Linked DNA regions of Capra hircus: region 2 is linked to region 1. A link is a contact called in public Hi-C data. All regions are on one chromosome and are shown on one strand. The core of a region is the stretch at or near the end of the contact, and the rest is flanking DNA. Distances in the headings are between cores, read along the strand shown. Region 1 overlaps LOC102170088 (a long non-coding RNA gene). Region 2 overlaps FAM20A (pseudokinase FAM20A).

Evidence for each region. A called contact is a pair of places that touch in the nucleus more often than the background predicts.
Region 2: a Hi-C map of blood shows a contact between it and region 1, with 4 times the contacts expected there. The contact joins two enhancer-like sites. A contact is called at or near these places in 2 of 5 Hi-C or Micro-C datasets (both in blood).

Annotation. Positions count from the first base shown.
Region 1 is chr19:60,782,942-60,787,426 of ARS1.2, forward strand. LOC102170088 (a long non-coding RNA gene) reads right to left here. Exons shown (of 5, transcript XR_001296933.2): 4 at 2,498-3,373; 5 at 1,651-2,383. Among named protein-coding and RNA genes, the nearest start is that of FAM20A, 90 kb to the right of the region's middle. Within about 2 kb of position 2,245, at least 4 of the 5 cell types and tissues checked have an H3K27ac peak or open chromatin away from gene starts, as enhancers often do.
Region 2 is chr19:60,915,548-60,920,032 of ARS1.2, forward strand. FAM20A (pseudokinase FAM20A) reads left to right here. Exons shown (of 12, transcript XR_001919645.1): 11 at 1-321; 12 at 2,678-2,909. It overlaps PRKAR1A (cAMP-dependent protein kinase type I-alpha regulatory subunit), which reads right to left. Exons shown (of 11, transcript XM_018063935.1): 11 at 3,249-4,485. Among named protein-coding and RNA genes, the nearest start is that of PRKAR1A, 21 kb to the right of the region's middle. Within about 2 kb of position 2,079, at least 4 of the 5 cell types and tissues checked have an H3K27ac peak or open chromatin away from gene starts, as enhancers often do.

The DNA of each region.
Region 1 (4,485 bases), core at 995-3,494:
ATTAGGGCGTAAAAACAACAGCAACTGCTCCTGTCCATTGCAGAATAGGAGTAAAAACTCTCCGAGCTTCTCATTTTAATCTCTGAGTCCCTTTTGTGGAAAGGAGAGAAATGTTAGCATTTGGGGGGTCTGATATCTCATGCTTTTGAGCTGATGGCATACAGGAAACAAAGCCGCTCTCTAGAGGAAACTGGACCTCCCTGACACTGGGCCACAAACCAGCCGTGTCATCACACCCCTTTCACTTCCAGCACTCACTGTCGCAAGACGCCTCCAAGCCAAGCTCCATTAACCAAATGCTGATGCAGACAAACTCCCCCTCTGCCCAAAAGATGCCTCCGCCTCAGTCAGTACCCTCCTCTCGAATAGGGACACAATCTGAAGACTCAGAATTTCATACAGAAAAGCTCCGTGGTCATTTAAGTGTCTCTTGGCTTTGTTAGAATGTGATTCTATCCCTTAACAGCTGGCACTCAGATCAAGAAGATCAATTCACAGTATCACATACTTTAAAAATTCTCGTTCAGTATTTGCTTTTCCTGCTATTAAATAAACATTGTTTTCTTAGTAATACAAGTTCCGGTGTTGGTGTGTGATAGTGTTTCCCAGTATCGTGGCAGTTAAGGGACAAACAAAGAAAACGATGGAAACTCCACAAGGCTGCTTAGAAGCAAATGATCAGCTGAACAGACCATCACATGCTCAGGTAGTCTGGGTTTCAGCGACCGGTTTCAGCCCCAGTGAAGTGGTCCCCAGCTGGAAGGATTGTGTCCTTTGGGGTGCAAAGTTCCCCTGGAAAGATTTCTTATTATCACCATTTGGGGAAGGGTGGTGCAGCTGGGATGTAGTAGATAGAGGCCAGTGACACCACTAAATAGAACAGCCACCCACACCAAGGAGCCACGTAGAGCTCAGGGGACTGTATTCGACGCCTGGTAGTAACCCGTGTGTGTGTGTGTGTGTGTGTGTGTGTGTGTGTGTGTGCGCTAAGTCACTTCAGTCAGGTCCTACTCTGTGACCCCAGGGACTGTGACCCGCCAGGCTCCTCTGTCCGTGGGATTCTCCAGGCAAGGATGCTGGAGTGGGGTGCCACGCCCTCCTCCAGGGGGTCCTCCTGACCCGGGGGTCGCGTCCTTGTCTCTTGCTTCTCCCGCCCTGGCAGGTGGGTTCTTTATTGTGCCGTGAAGCCACGGGTAGATGCCAATTAAATAAACCGACATTCACTTAATAAATAAGTGGACTGTGAGTGAGTCCAGTGCTCAATAAGCAGTGCTGGGAGTGCCAGTCATGAGGACAGCCCGGCTGAAACAACGACCTCACCCATGAGCCCCAGAGTGAACCGAAAACACAAGTGAGTCCACCCTTGTGGGATCTGGGGATAAATGGAGCTTCTACTATCCGCTAATGAGGCCGACTGATGTGCTGGGTAAAGCTTGGACTAAATGTTCTCAAAGATCCTTTCCAGTTCCTAAATTCCATGCGAATAAGAACTGTCAAATGGTCCGCTTGTAGAAGTCAGGAAGTTTCTATTCCTTCAGGGCGGCCGGAAAGGTCATGGAACTGGAATCTCGGAGCTGTTTCTGGAAGAGGAACAGAACGCCCCTCTCCCCAGCTGTACCCCACCCCCCGCTTGTTATTTACAACACAAGAGTGCTTTGTTCCTGCACCTTTCTCTGAAAGAACATGCGAGGCTGTCCCTAAAATTCCCAGAATGTACATCGGAGATTTCTTTTGTCTGTTCCCTGCCCCGCTCCCCCGCCCAGGCCCTCCCAAAGAAACACCCAAGGATGGCAAGAATCTTCAGGATGTGAATTATGGCCTTTGACAATATTTGGTCTTATTCCAGTTCTGCTTTGGATCTTTGACCTCAATGTGAAAAACAGAAACGCCTTGTTTCTTCTGAAAAGAGGAAATAGGTTTTCTTCTTTTTTTTAACTTTTTCTTTTGTGTTGGGGCTTAGCCGATTAACAGCGCTGTGATAGTTTCAGGTGGACAGCTAAGGGGCTCAGCCACACCTACACACGTGTCCATTCTCCCCCAAACTCCCCTCCCGTCCCGGCTGAGCCCCCTGTGCTGGACAGCAGGTCCTTGTCGTTCTCCTGTTTAAACACAGCCGTGTGCACATGTCCATCCCAAACCCTAATGGTCGCTTCCCCCGCAACCTTCGCCACCTCCCACAAACACACCCGCAAGTTCCTTCTCTCCATCCCTGAGTCTCTATGAGATGAGGACGCAGGCTTGCGGCCAGCGCCACCTCCTGGCCCAACGTGGACGCTGGCAGGGCAGATCCCTCGTTTGCTCTCTGCGTGGCCACCAGGGAGGCAGGAGAGGAAACGGCAATATTTCAGACAGCAACAGGATTGTAGTGCGAGTTAGGCATTCCCTGTGAAACACATCCACATAGATGTTTTTAAATTAAAGATAGAGTAGCTATATGATCCTGCGACCCCGATCCTGGGCAATCTGGAGAAAGCTCTAAAAGCTACTTGCACCCTACCTTCACGGCAGCACAGTTCAGAGCAGCCAGGCCATGGAAGCCACCTAGATGTCCATCGACAGGGGCGTGGGTAAAGAAGGCGTGGTCCCTACATACAGTGGAATATCACTCCACCATGAAAAGGAAGGAAACAGACACAGAGTCAGAAAGAGACAAACAAGTATCACATAATTAATGAGATATGAGGAACCAAGAAAAATGGGACTGATGAGCCCATATGCAGGGCAGCAAGGAGAACGCAGACGTAGAGAACAGCCTTGTAGGCCCTGGGGCAAGGAGCCGGGGGAGAACCGGGAGCAGCATCAAAGAGACACATCGCCCTGTGCAATACAGCCAGCGGGGCAGGTGCCGTGTGCTGCGGGGCTCAGCCCGAGCTCCGCTACGAGCTAGAGGGGGGATGGGGGGTGGGGGATGCGGAGGCGGCTCAAGAGGGAGGGACGTGTGCATCCCTACGGGAGATTCGTGTTGACGTATGGCAGAAACCAACACCACATGATAAAGCAATTATCCTCCAGCTAAAGATAACTTCGTAGAAAAGGAACGACATAATGCCGTTTGAAGCACCGTGGATGGGCCTAGGGACGACCACACCAAGAACTGAAGCGAGTCAGAGAAAGACAGGCGCAGCCTGGTGCCGCCTGCTCGGGGAATCTACCCACGCAGCAAACGGACTTACCTACAAAACGGAAACAGACTCACAGCCCAGAAAGAGGCTGGCGGCTGCCCAGGGGGCGGGGCGCGGGGGGAGGCGCGGCCGGGAGTCTGGGACTGGCAGAGGCAAGCCATCGCCTAAGGAGCGGATGAGCAGCACCGCCTGCTAGTGGCGCGGGGAACTCTATCAGTATCCTGTGATACACGGACATCACGGGCTAGAATCTGAAAAAGAATATATGCAGCCGAACCACGCTGCTGTACAGTAGCCCTGAACACAATATTTAAATAGCAGATCAACTCTACTTCAATAACATTAATTTTTAAAAAAAATTTAAATAACTGCAAGATTTAAAGGAAACAAAATATAGAGAGACATTTTTAAAAGAAGCATGCCATCAAGACATAATAAGCTTATCTATGTACCTGACCTGTCACAAGGTAAATTCTTGGGCTATATTTATTTGCTGTTTAACAAAATTCCACATGGACACCTCATTTCTAGGTCCCCGCCCCCCCCACCCAGAGATACATAGCTGCCCAGAGAATAGGACCTTAAGGGACAGAGTGAAGTAACTCAGCCTTTCCCAAAGTGTGTTCCCTGGAACACCAGTTCTTTAAGATGTTCAGTGGAAAAAAAGAAAAAAGTGTCTTTACTCCAACAAGTTGGAGCAATACTGTGTTGTTTTTGCCTTCTAGGAGAGGCGTGGTGCATGTAAGCCTCCGAAGGATTGAGACACTTGGAAGTAAAAAAAAAAAAAAAAAAAAAAAAAACTCCAGCAGATTAACTTTTGCTTCCCATCAAAATTTTCAAACTTCACGCACCAAAGAACGTTTATGTAGAGGCCCACGTAACCAGGAGCACACAGGAGTCAGTGTTCTAAGGAACACGCCATGGAACACGCTGCTCATAGAAAAGCAGGTGTGTGAGCTCTTTGTTCTCGTTGATAGTAATTTCCCAGAACCAGGAGACGGGCCTCAGGATGGGCCTGACACGCGGCTGCTGGGTGAGAATGTGGGCAACTCTGTGAGCTGAGAGCAGAACGGAGAGGCTGATTCAGTAGGTCCTTGAATCGCCGAGACCCCCTCTTTACCCTCCTTCCCTGGTGGCTCAGACAGTAAAGAACCCGCCTGCCAATGCAGGAGACGCGGGTTTGACCCCTGGGTGGGGACGACCCTCCAGAGAAGGGAATGGCAACCCACTGCAGTGTCCTGCCTGGAGAAGCCCATGGATGGAGGAGCCTGGTGGGCTGCAGTCCGGGGGCTGCCAACGAACGACAGACACAGCACAAGCGTTGCCCGTGACAGCTATCTGAGCGCCGGAGACGAGACCACAG
Region 2 (4,485 bases), core at 829-3,328, 130 kb after region 1:
CCCGGCAGTGCCTGCGCCGGGCCCCGAGCGCTGCAGGCTGCCCGGAGCAGTCTGCCGCTCCAGATGCCCTCCCCTCCGCCGCCCGCTCAGACAGGGCTCAGTCCACTTCACTTCCTAAGCTCCCAGCCGTTCCGGGGGCTTCCTGTCTCGCCAGCCTTGTCTCTGCTGACCTGCTCACATCTGAATAGGACGTGTTTCTCACTCCACAGCCCGTGACCACACGCAGGACAGGAGTGGACTCGCATCGATCGGTCAGCAGGTCAGCAGGTGACCAGGCTGCTGACGCCACATCGGCTCTTCTGGTGAAGGCCAGAGGCTCAGGTGCTCGTGACAAGGGGTGGGAAGTCGCGGAGGCGGGTCCCAGGTCAACACCTCTCTGGGCTTCATCCAGGACCTCGGCCTTGCACCCAGAGACGGCCCCAGGGGGCAGGCTCCAGACAGGCTTCCGGCCCCCCTGGGGGCCCCCACTGCCACGCCCCAGGGTGCGGACACAACGAGCTCCCGCCCCACAGACAGAATCCCCACCTCATCCGGACTGCCAAGGAACTGAGGGGCTCAGAGAGGTTAACGAAAATCACACAGCCTAGGGGGTCACAGCTACACCAAAGTGCTCTTTCCACTGAACACAAAACCGCACCCAGCTTGTGAAGCTGTTGTTGACTTTACAACAAAAATCAGTCTTCAGTATAGAGGGACCTTAACCCCAGAGCCGTGCATCACTGAGGCGTGTCCCTGCCCCTGGGGCTCCCACCTCACGAACTGTTTCTCCTGCTTCGAGCCAGCGTCTCCTTTTGGAGTGGGGGGAACCAGGTAACGACGCACGGAGGGACGGCAGGGACACACGCAGGCAGGGGCAGCCAGGGACGGAACCAGCGGTCTCAAGACCCAAACGGCAGGGCCCCAGGCAGGTTAGGCCCAGCTCCACGTGAGGCCAGCCTCTCGTGTTCAGGTGGCCTGTGATAAGAGGCGCTGGTCCACTTCACAGACTGAGGGAAACAGAGCTGAGTGTGACCAGCGTGTCCAGTACCTAGGTACCTCCTGACTCACCTGTCCTAAACACACCATTATCCTTTCAATAACACCAAAATTAAGACTCCACTATTTGTCAGAAATACCATAAAACAGAAGACCCCAGTTATCAGGTTCTTCCAGCACATCCATGACTGAAAACTCTTGTCTCTGTTAGAAACTTGTGTGGTCTCCTGTCCTTACTACTGATGGCAAAGTGAAAAACTGACAGGGAACAGACAGCCTGTTGGAGAGAGGTCTGGAGGAGCTCAGCCGCCCCCAAACCTGGAGGGCACCCGGGCCTGAGGACTGTAGGAAGTGTAGCTGCTTCTTACTGGTGGTGGTTTAGACAGAGGACGAGATGGCTGGATGGCATCACCAACTCAATGGGTGTGAGTCTGAGCAAACTCTGGGAGATGGTGAAGGACAGGGGAGCCTGGCGTGCTGCAGTCCGCGGGATCACAGAGTCAGACACGACTGAGCGGCTGAACCACCAGCACCAAACAATGGCAGACGCAGCCACCACAGGCAGTGAGTGGGGGCAGCTGTTTGCCCCCGTTAGACACACAGGGCTGCAGGCTCCCCGGAGCCTCTCAGTACACGTTTGCCCACCAACCTACCCGTGATCCTTGTTGTCTGTGCTGGGTGTGCAAAGGCACCTCAGCTACTGCTGTTGCTTCATGAATGCTGCAACTGACGCCTCAGAGAAGCCAGTTACACTCGAGAACACTAGCCAGAAGCTGAGAACTCCTCTGGGGGGTGTTTTAAACGGCGAAATCACCAACAGCACAGCTCAAAAATGCCGACAACAACAAAAAAAGGCATTAAACAGACCAACAGAAAGGGCGCTGGATCACAGACCTAATTCTGAAAGGAGGCCGGGCGCATGGCGGGCAGGAGAGCACCTCCTCTGCCCCGCTCCAGCCTGGGTGTGGCCGTGACAGTGCCACAAGGGCTGACCTGGAGGTGCAGACAAGTCCCAGCAGGCAGGCAGGCAGGTTTGCAAAATGCGCAAATCCAGCCTCCGTGAGGAGCAGCTGTGAGTGATGACGCAGAGGTGAACAAAGGCGATGACAAGCTCTCCACCTAGTGGTGACTGGGGAAACCACAGCGCTGCTTACCGACGCTGCAGAGCTGTCATGAGAGGAGTCTGGGGTTTGGTTTTAGGCTGTCAGGATGAAGGCACAGCTCTGCGCGCAGGGCCCCAGACTGAACTGCGACTGTGGACTGTGAGGAGTCTGCACTTCACAAGCTTGTCCTTCACCAGCAGCGCTGGCTTCTCTGTAAAATCCCAGAGGGAAAGGAGGGAGAGGCTTCAGCTTCTCCTCCTCCAGTCTTCCCTGGTGCTCACTATCACAACAGCTACTTGGGGGTCACATTAATTGGTGATCTAGACGCTGCTTCTCAATGCTGTTTCAGCCCATCTAGAAACACACCTGCTAGGGCCCACAAAAATACAGAACAGGTTCAGCTGTCAATTTGTGGTTGGAGAGAAGGCGATGTAAGCAAGCTAACAACATCACATAACTTCAATTTTATGACATCAATACACTCACATCATTAAAAAAGGATTTCATATGAGCCAGTGTTTGAGAGGGACAGTTAATCCACAACCAGTATAGTCAACCCAGGAAAATGCTCTTCAATTGTGTTCTGTTAAATATTCCAGCTCCAGTGGGCTGCGGGAGGAGGTGACTGCACCGGGAGGAAGCGCTCGTGCTACGAAGCAGCACCCAGTTCCCGCAGGGCATGGAGAGAAGCAGCCTACCATTCTCAGACTCAGCTAAGCCTCCTACGCCTCAGAAACCTGAGGCGTAAACGTTAGAAATGACTTTGTATGTGTGCAAAACACAGACACACACCTAAATATATGAACGCACTTATTAAATTTAAACCAAGGAGCATGCTGACCTAGGAGTATTTTCCATTCAGTCTGGGAAAGTTTCAAGGCCAGAGAACCAGTCTACCCTTAACAAAAAGGAATTCTTGATTTAATCTTTTACTTCCATCATTCAGTAAACAGATCCGGTGCATCTCAATTATCCTGAAAGTAAGGGTTTTAGATTCACTGACAAACTGAACTGGAAAACACTGAGAAGAAACATATTCTTTCGGTGATCCCCTCATCCCCTAATTCACAATAAATTCTCATCCTTGTGCACTGGATTTGGATTCAGAGTTTCTGGGGGAGTGGGGATGGAGAAGAGAAGCAAAGGAGAAAGGGAAGAAAGACTGATTCGTTAAAGGATTATTTAGTCTTTTTATTACTTGACCCACTGTTGAGACAATCTATAGCAAAAAGAAGAGAGTATATTAGCACACACAGTATAACCGGACTCGCAGCCAGCAAACGATGCGGAGCGGCCCTTGGGCGGCCCACAATGTCCAGAGCAGGAGGTTTCACAGGCTCCCTTACCAAGCCCAGACAGGATGGCTGCTGAAGCTCAGGATGTCCACTGAGACAGACGATGCCACTGCGATTCCTCATATGCACCCAGACTGCACAAAGGGAAAGCTCAAAATGTGAGCACTCTTAAATTCAGACTTCAATTTTCTTAGATTAAAAACTAAAAAAGGGGTAAACAGCAAAGCCAAATGACCTAAGAGCAAAATTCATTTAGGAAGCATCGTGGCCATCTAAACACACATGAACGTGACCATATACATACAGGAAACTGCAAACGCATGACATTCTCAAGTACAGTTTTGGCGTTTAAACAAAGATCAAAGTAAGCTTTAAGCTAACCAACAATTTTTAATATTTTAAATATAAAAAGGCAGCTAAACACAAAATACAGATCAAAAATCCTCATTGAGTATAATTTTGAAAAATAAAAAAGTTGTAATAAGGTGGCTTTCTATTCCACTCTAAAAGGTAAATAAAATGTTTCCCAGATTTATACTCCAAACTAGTAACAACCTAAAAACTGTTCAAATCTGTGAAAAACATGTACCATGACCAATTTAATGACCCAGGAAAGGGTAAAAAGGGATTAATAATTGGAGCCAGTTGCATACAGATGGGGAAAGAAACGCTTGCAGTCATTCCCAAATATACCCCCCACGTTGCGTTACAAAGATCACAAGGCAAACAAGAGTGCCCACATTACGGAGCTGTGAGATGCTGTTTAAAAACAGGTGAACAGTGGGGCTATCACTGGTGCCCAGGGAATAGTTTAGCAACACAAGGTTGAAAAGGCTGGAAAATACTGAAAGACAGTTAAGACTCAAAACAAGTTTACACAGAAAAGCCTCCCAGGGAATAAAACAGGGGAGAGGGAAGCAGAACTTCTCAGCAGGATGGCCTCTCTGACGGACGTGCAACAGACACGTCCTACTGCACCCCCAAGCCCCATAAAGTCTAGCGGATTTAAAGCGGGGCGAGGGGTGGTGGCGGTGCTGAAGCAAGTAAAGAACGCCCGCCCCAGGCCCCTGCCCCAGCGAGCTCGGGGCAGGGTCCCGACACTGAGCTGCCTG